Regions from separate parts of the Anser cygnoides genome. Here region 2 is linked to region 1. A link is a contact called in public Hi-C data. All regions are on one chromosome and are shown on one strand. Each heading gives the region's core, a stretch centred on a gene start, on an enhancer-like site or on the middle of the called end of the contact. The rest is flanking DNA. Distances are from core to core; before and after follow the strand shown. Region 1 holds the start of WNT11 (Wnt family member 11). Region 2 overlaps UVRAG (UV radiation resistance associated).

Region 1 (3,872 bases), core at 863-3,362:
AGCCCACCCCACGAGAAAGCCAAGAGTAAAACAAGCAGAAAAACCTGCCTGCTCCACCAGGGGCTCTCCAGCATCCCCAAGCCATGTCCATGTCTCCCCCCATGCCCCTCGGAAAGGATTTGGGATGGGGAATGTCTGGAGCCATCAGCATCATTTTAGGAACCCCTTTGCCACCCCTTAGCCTGGGGCAAACACATCCCACCTGAGCCCCAGCTCCGGATTTGTCCCTTTCTGCCTTGATGCCCACTTCGGGAAGCAATTGGGGAGCAGGGAAAGGAATATTCCTCGGTGTTTTCTCTGCCATCTGCAGTGTATTTTTCCATTCAGGCTGCTCTTTGGCTATCACAACCCCAGCGCCTGGTGGAAAGGGTTACCAGAGAAGTGCTGTTATTACAAAGGATTTTAATAACCTCTAGGGGCGAGTTCCCGGCTCCCTTGAAGTCCAAGACAGAACTCGGCTGACTACAAGGGAGGCAGGATTTCATCGCCACGGGCTGTTTTTCTTTAATGCCCGCTCGGGTTTGGGGTCGAGGTGTCCCTTGATGTGCTCCCAAAAGCATCCAGCCACACTGCTCGGTTCTGGGTATTTCTCTATCTTTTCATTTCTGGAAGCACTTTGCTTCCCGCCCTGCTCCGCGAGCACACTGGAAACCTTCAGCCCTTAATCCTGCCCATGTCTTTTAGTGTCCATTTAGATATTTCAGACCCCTTATCTCCCTCCCTTGAATTGCTGAGCAGCGCAGAGGCGGGTGTAAAACGTCTCAGATGGTCTCACTAACCCTGACCAGCCAACATCACAGGTTCCTGCCTTGCAAGAAAAAATCTTTTTTTTTTTTTTATTTTCCAGGAAGGAATGGAAATTATCTACCCCCCCAACCCAAGAGCCGCAAGTTTGGCCAGCGATCGCGCCCCTGTTATTTGGGGAGGCAATAACTCCTTTTTCCACTCGCTCCAGCACAGGTTACATTTGCGAGAGGAATTTGCAAGGGGAGGGAAGGAGGGAGACTCGTCGGGGCAGACGTGATGTTTACAGCTCTGGAGAGCTCTGGGTCACCGATCAAACCAGCAGCAAGTGGCCTGCGGACTCCCCAGACCAGCGCCGTTTTTAACTCTGAGCTCCCTTCTCCCTCCACCCCGGGGCTGTTTGCAGCCAGCCCCGCTCTTGCGTGCAGAAAACCTTCCCTGCACGCAGAAATCGCTCCCATCTGACACCTCCGAGAGCCCCGTGCCGGGATGGGAATAGGCAATGTGAGCTGTACGTAAATCTGTGAGTATCCGTCCCACCTTTTTTCCAACTTCCCCTACCCAAGCAGGAAAGACACCCACCTGTACCCACTTCTTTTAAGGGCACTGCATCCCCGCACGACCTGCGCTGGGGATGGGGAGCAGGGGGAGGGAGCAGGGGGTGTGGGGCTGGTGCAGCCCCCAGATCTCCCCTCTCCATGCAGCTTCCCCTCTTCCTGCAGCTCCCGGCTCTCCCTCCTCGCTTTTAACCCTCTGCATCTCCCCTCTCCCTTGCAGCCCCCGGGGGTCCCTGCGAACCCACAGCCTCCCGCTCGCCTCTCTCCGTTGCTGCCCTTTGCATCTCCCTTCACGCTTGCAGCCCCGAGTCTCCCCTTGCAGCACCCAGATCTCAGATGTCCCTACAAACTTCTGCATCTCCCCGTTCTTTTTTTAGCCCTGCCAAGTCTCCCCTTTCCATCACAGCCCCTGGGTCTCCGCTCTCTCAGTCTTTGGGTCTCCCCTCTCCCTTGCAGCCTCTGAGTCTCCGGTACCTCCGCACCCTCTGGGTCTCCCCCGTTCCTTGCAGCCCTTGGGTCTCCCCTCTCCCTTGCCCGCCCTGGGTCTCCCCTCTCCCTTGCAGCCTCCAAACCCCAAATCCCCCAACTCCCCCACACACCCCACTCACCCCTCAAAGCCCCTCTTTCTCCCAACCCCTACTCTTTCCCCTCCACGGGTTCGGGGTCCACCGCCCCATCCCTTACCGGGGGTCCCGGCAGCGGCTCGCTGCCCGTCCCCATATCCGTCCCCCTCCTCACCTCCGCACTGGGGTTTGCTCGGGAGCTGCAGAGGCCAGGGCAGAGCGGAGGCCGGGGTTCCTCTGCCTCTGCGCCCGCGGAGCCTCCTTATATGCGGTCCCCGCAGCTTTGATATGCGGCGTGATGTCAGCCCGGATTAGCATAACAAAGGGCTCGGGCCAGGAGCGCCGTGCGCCCCTCGCATCCCTCCTAGGGTAGGGACCGGGGGCGGGCGAGCGAGGCTCCGTGGGGGCTCCACTCCCACCCTCCACGCGAGGCTGGGAGGTGGAGGCTTGGGGGGCACCCCCTGGAGCCCTCCCTCTGAGCTGATTCCCCCCCGTCACGGGGGATGCCCGGGGGGGGGGTCCTCAGTGGTGGTGGAGCCGCTGCCTCCGAGGGTCTGGGGGCCACGCGGGGCGCTCCTTCTTAATTGAGCGGTTAATGATTAGCAACAGAAATGGCTAGCTGGTGTTTTCAACCGGAAACTTGGAAGCGTGGCCTCTCCGGAGGATGATTAGCGGGGCCGCCAGGCTGCCGTCCCAATTAAAGGACAAAGATACTTTTCACGCGCGGGGCTGGCAGGTGGATTTGCTTCTCCTGCGAGGCTAAGAAATCTCGCCGCCACAGTCGCAGCGCGGCGGCAGGCGCACGTCCTGCCTCCCGAGTCCCGCCGGCTTTCACAACCTCCTCTGCTTTGATCTGTCTTTAATCAGGGGAAAGTTCAGATGCCGAGATCTGATTTTTCCTTTCATGCCTGTATCAGCGATGGAGGCTTGATGACTGCGTGCCTCCAAAAAAACAAAAGGGGGAAAGAAAAGGAAGCACGTCTGGCTTCTCAACCTCATGGGTCTGAATTTATGACTTCTGTGTCAGCTCTGGCCTGTGAACAAATTGGCACCAGTTGCAAAAGTACCTGTGTCGTTTTGCTTCATCATGGATTTCAGGTGAAAGGAAAGAAGAGAATGAATGCTTTAATCCTAGCATCAAGAGACTCAGAGTAAATTTCCTTAAGGTCTATTTTGGGAAAAGCTATTTATATGGGATAATACTTTTATGTATGTCTCCTTGTGCCGGAAAGATTGTGTTCATATACAAGGATCGCTAATGGGCTTTCCTACATGAGCTGTAAAGAACCCTGCATACACAGTCCCAAATTCCCCAAGCCCTATATTGTTTGTGTAAGACCCAGTTTGCCAGCAGCTCTGCAGTGTGTGCATCTGTCCATGTGTAACAGATGCCTCCAAGTGCTCAAAGTTCCTGAGACCCCCCTTTTCCCAACCTTCTTCCCACCCCACTGCCCCCCAGGAGCTCCTCCTCCTCCTCCTCCCCATGTGTTTCATCAGCGAGGACTCATTTACATGGGGAAATTGTCTGCAATATCTCTTACACTTCAGCTTTCTGCCCCGGTTTCGCCATGAATAGTCTTTTTTCCAAATCTCCTTAATTTTTCAAGTCTTTTGGGGGAAAATGCAGTTGTTATTAACCAACAGGAGCAGAGGTGGGAGACAGCAGTAGCTGTAAGACCCGTGTTTTTGCAGTAGGCACCTGCTGTGCTAGGGGCTGTGCGAACTCAGCACGGCAAGGCACGTCCCACCTTCATGGCCTAGGTATTGGCGATGGGAGCTGGGTGGCCAGCGATGATGGTGTAGAGGCAGGAATAAGGAACAATGAAGACAGAAGGACATACAAGGTCAAAAGGTAGGATAAAGAGTACGAAACCAGAAGAATAGTGAGAAAAGTTATATAGGATACATAAATCGTGTGGGATATATGCACTAGACTAACCACATGCATATAGGGAGTTATTCAGGAAGAGCTTTAGGGACTTTAAAACCACCCCAAACCTTTAATCTC
Region 2 (3,872 bases), core at 954-3,453, 230 kb before region 1:
ACAGTCCTAGCACATGAAGAACACATCTCTTCTTTTTTCTGTCCTTCCCTATAATTTATTCTAGCTGCAAGAGCTAGTAACTTATTTTGTCACCCTGTTCTCGAGCTTCTGGTTGCTTTTAGTAAGTTCCTCGACCTAAATATCTTCTGGTATAGTATGTACCTCCTGTATGTAAGTGACTTGTCTGCAGTTCAAGCCAAACTTCTTGGCACAAGCTAACTCTTCCTGTACCTTCAGAAGCTCTGTGTTCCTAAGGGGTACTTCTGTCTTAATCTCTTTTGCTTTATAATTTCCTAATTATTGATGCTGGTTATCCCAAATATTATACAGCCTCACTTTGGTGGGTATACTGACTTGTGTATAAAGCACTACCTGAAACCTTCCGTATGGAGGGATTTTCTGTCTCAGGTGTGTGGCTCTGTCACTGTGGAAGCTGCACGTGATAACTTTTCTGCTTGGCTGTGTCAGTGTTATCTGATTTCTTGGGATTTTTTTTTTTTGATGGGGGGTTAGGTCTTCATAATAGTTCAAGACATAAGCCTCATATTGAAATTCTTGATGTAATAGGCAGATGGGATAGCAGTTTGGGTTTCCTTGCACTGGCACATAATAAGCCTTGTGAAAATAGATGTGTACAAATGCCATTTTGCAAGTCTAATGAAAACCCTGCACACAAAGACGCTTCAGTCAGTGTTGGATGTGTCCTCTGTTCTTACACATCTCATTATGAATAAAGTTATAGCATTGTACCCTTAGCTTATTTTTTTCCCCACATTGTTCCAAATAAGCCTAATTAATTTAATAATCCTTTGAGCTACCATTTAAATAGCCAAACTAGACTTATGGATTCTTACAATTAAGTGCATTTTATTAATAGAGAAACTAAGTTTTTATGGTTATAAATGTCCTTTTTATTCATTAATACCACTTAAGGGCCAAAACAAGGAAATTGTTAGAAGCTGACTGAAACATTCTGGAGACTTTATGAACTCAGTGTTTCAAAAAGCACTATGGAGGTACTGCTGAGCACCACTGGATCCTAAAATACAAGTTCCTATTTGCTGTGTTAGCCACTTATTTATAGTGAGAGGTGGGAGCCTGGAAAAAATAATATCAGAGCAGTCTGAAGTAGGACAGGAACAACAAGCATTGTCACAGCTATTTTAATGCTGGAGATGTATTGATCAGGTGGATGCATCCCTGGTAATCAAACAGCAAGAGCAGCATGCTCATGTAGGAATGCTGTAGTTGCTAAGTTGTTAACTTTGAAGTGAAAAAGGAAGGTTACGTCTTCACTAGGTGATGCACCTTAGTGGTTTAGAACCTTCAAGCCCACTTTTTTTTATAATGTAACCTCCAAAATACGTGTGTGTGTGCTCAGAATTCTTGCCTGTAGGAAGCTCCTGTCCTATTAAAGAGCAAAGTAGAATTGGTAGAGAAATTGTAGGTAAACCAGGCACTTACAGTGTAGCGTTTGTTGTGTTAGCGGGATAAAAGAACCATATTTTCATTGTTACAATAATATCACTGACTCTTTACTTGTTTTCCCCACTGAATGTCAGAAGGCCTTTAAATTCTGTATCCTTGGTAATAGAGATTTGGAATTTTACCATTCTCCCATCTCTTCTGTCCAGCAGCAACATAGCTATTCCTGGTACCCAAAGAGAAAACAAACACTTTCCGTGGGTAATGTTCTTAATCAAGCTGTTGTTTTCTTGTAACGCTGGATACTTGGACCACAGTGAGAAAAAGGTTGGGAAATAAGGTTACAAAAGCCTTTCCGTGTGCCTTCTGAGCCCTGAAGGGTTTTACTTCTTCCCTGTAGGTATCTCTCAGAGCTCATATAACTCCTGGCATTTACAATGAGGTTGTGTAAATGAATGTGTGCTGAAGGTCAGAGCAGCTATTGCGAGCAAATAAGCTTTGACCTTAATCACATTTGACTTCTCACTTAATTGTACCTCCAACTTCTGTGTTTGTTCAAGATTTTTTTATTTCATAGTAAATCGTGCAGTGATTTTGGTAGAAGACTTCAGTAGATTGTTTCTTTTGCAACAGCCATGTCCTCCTTTCCTGCTTTCCCGTTTCCTTTGGTTCTGATATGGGACCGTTAAAACACTTGTTCATTATTGGTTTCATTCTCCCTCATAATCATGCAGAGAAACTGTCAGGATTTGCTTGAGCTGGACCAACATCTGAATAAGAAATAGTTGTGAGTTTCAGATCTTTGAAGCTGTCAGCCTGGATTTAAAGTATTCCAGACCCTTAAGCATTCTTTTGAATCTTCTGGTTTTATCTGAGACAATGTTTGTGTGTAGCACTGGTTTTCGGCCAGCTTTAACAAAGTAAGGTCTAGGTGCTATACTGGCTTTCCTAGAACCAGCTTTTTCTTCCTCTTTTCCTCAGTGTCTTCCTGGCTTTCAAAAATTTTCAACCATTTTGTGTTTACTGTTGCTAGCCTATAAGACTTCCCCTCTCTCCTGCGGTGATATCGTCTCAGAAAGTGCATTTAGGGAAGCAGGTAAAGCTTTTACTTTGACCAACTTTCTGTTGGTTCCTTAAAGAAATAAAGCAAGAGCTAGTCTGTACAGCTCCCCATAACTCGAACCATTTGGCTGTGCTCAGGGATAGACAGAACAGTAAGTTATAGTCCAGGGACACTGAGCTGTAGCTACATTTTCCAGCAGTCAAGCAGTAAGACCTTTGAAAAGCTGATCTCTCTCTCTGCGTGATCTGTCTCTACAGCACGTGGCCTACATCAGTACAGGTAGAGGCTGCACAGGCTATATTTAACAGCTAGATCCTGGCCAGTTTACAGAAGCAAGGCTTTTATGTGTGTTTACAAATAGGCATGCCTGTATCTGTAATAAATATTGCAGCAGAAAAGTAGACAAACTCCACTTCTAAAGGGTAAGCCTCTGTGATAACTAAGTTTGAAACCTTGCCTTTGCATCTTCTGTGAATTTCCTCAAGGTAGAATAGTTTGTATAGACCACTCTGTATCTGCTTTGTTGGGCGTTTTTCAGTACAGTCTTACAGCAGAAGGAGAGGCTAAAACATGCAGCTGCTTGGAGTTCTTTTCTTCTCCCAGCAACTTCTAGGCCACTCCATGTTTTCTCCAAAAAATGCCATGCCTCACTTTCTGAAGGCAGTGTTTGATGAAATGAGATAGACTTCATGATATAAAATGTTCTCAGTTTTCCACCATCCTAGCTGAATCAGGGTTTAAGGTGTCTTTCTTTTGGGGATTTTTTAGGGGATATATGTATGGATTTCAGCATTTAAGATCAATCCAGCATCTTGGGAATGGGATTGAGGAGCTGAGGCAGTGCTGATACGGTGCCTCTATTGCAATATGATTCATACGTAGCGTATAGATCTCCTGATTTATTTAAGTAGAGCCTTATTTTTGGTGGGAAGTCATGTCAGCTGCGTGGCCTGTGGCTAATGCGGTTGTCAGTAGATGTTGACATGTGACTCTGCATTTCAACATCTTGAAATGGAAACAGCCTGTTGAGGCAGGTAAAATATACGTAGGTAGGGGTTGTTGCAGTCATATCAGAGCACATCCGTATCACCATGCTTGCTGATCATGTGTACCACCTGGGGCTGCTTCATATGCTTGAATAATGCCTTCTTTCTGCAATCCGTTAAGTCTCTGGCAATGCTGCTGGCTCGTTTGACCTAGTTAGAATTCACTTTGTCATGTGAAGAACCAGTTCTGAGAGTTTGTGGCATTTCATGGAATTTGTGTGGCTATGCCTGACGTGGCAAAGTACGATATTGGACCCTTGTGACGTAAAGAACGGCTCTTGGCCTGTATTGGTGTCACGCTTCTAGTGCAGAACGTAGGCTCTGGTCTCCTAGGGATG

What was found. Hi-C and Micro-C count contacts between places; a contact is called where the count stands out from the background.
Region 2: a Hi-C map of liver shows a contact between it and region 1, with 3 times the contacts expected there. The contact joins the enhancer-like site here to the promoter of WNT11 in region 1. A contact is called at or near these places in 2 of 7 Hi-C or Micro-C datasets (granulosa cells and liver).

The regions. Positions count from the first base shown.
Region 1 is chr1:209,947,510-209,951,381 of Taihu_goose_T2T_genome, reverse strand. WNT11 (Wnt family member 11) reads right to left here and starts at 2,112. Exons shown (of 7, transcript XM_066990016.1): 1 at 1,986-2,112. It overlaps LOC125180517 (a long non-coding RNA gene), which reads left to right and starts at 274. Exons shown (of 5, transcript XR_010828467.1): 1 at 274-1,267.
Region 2 is chr1:210,182,227-210,186,098 of Taihu_goose_T2T_genome, reverse strand. The region is part of intron 5 of UVRAG (UV radiation resistance associated); the gene reads left to right. Among named protein-coding and RNA genes, the nearest start is that of UVRAG, 25 kb to the left of the region's middle. Within about 2 kb of position 2,203, at least 1 of the 3 cell types and tissues checked has open chromatin away from gene starts, as enhancers often do. A contact at or near this core is called in liver, where this site is marked.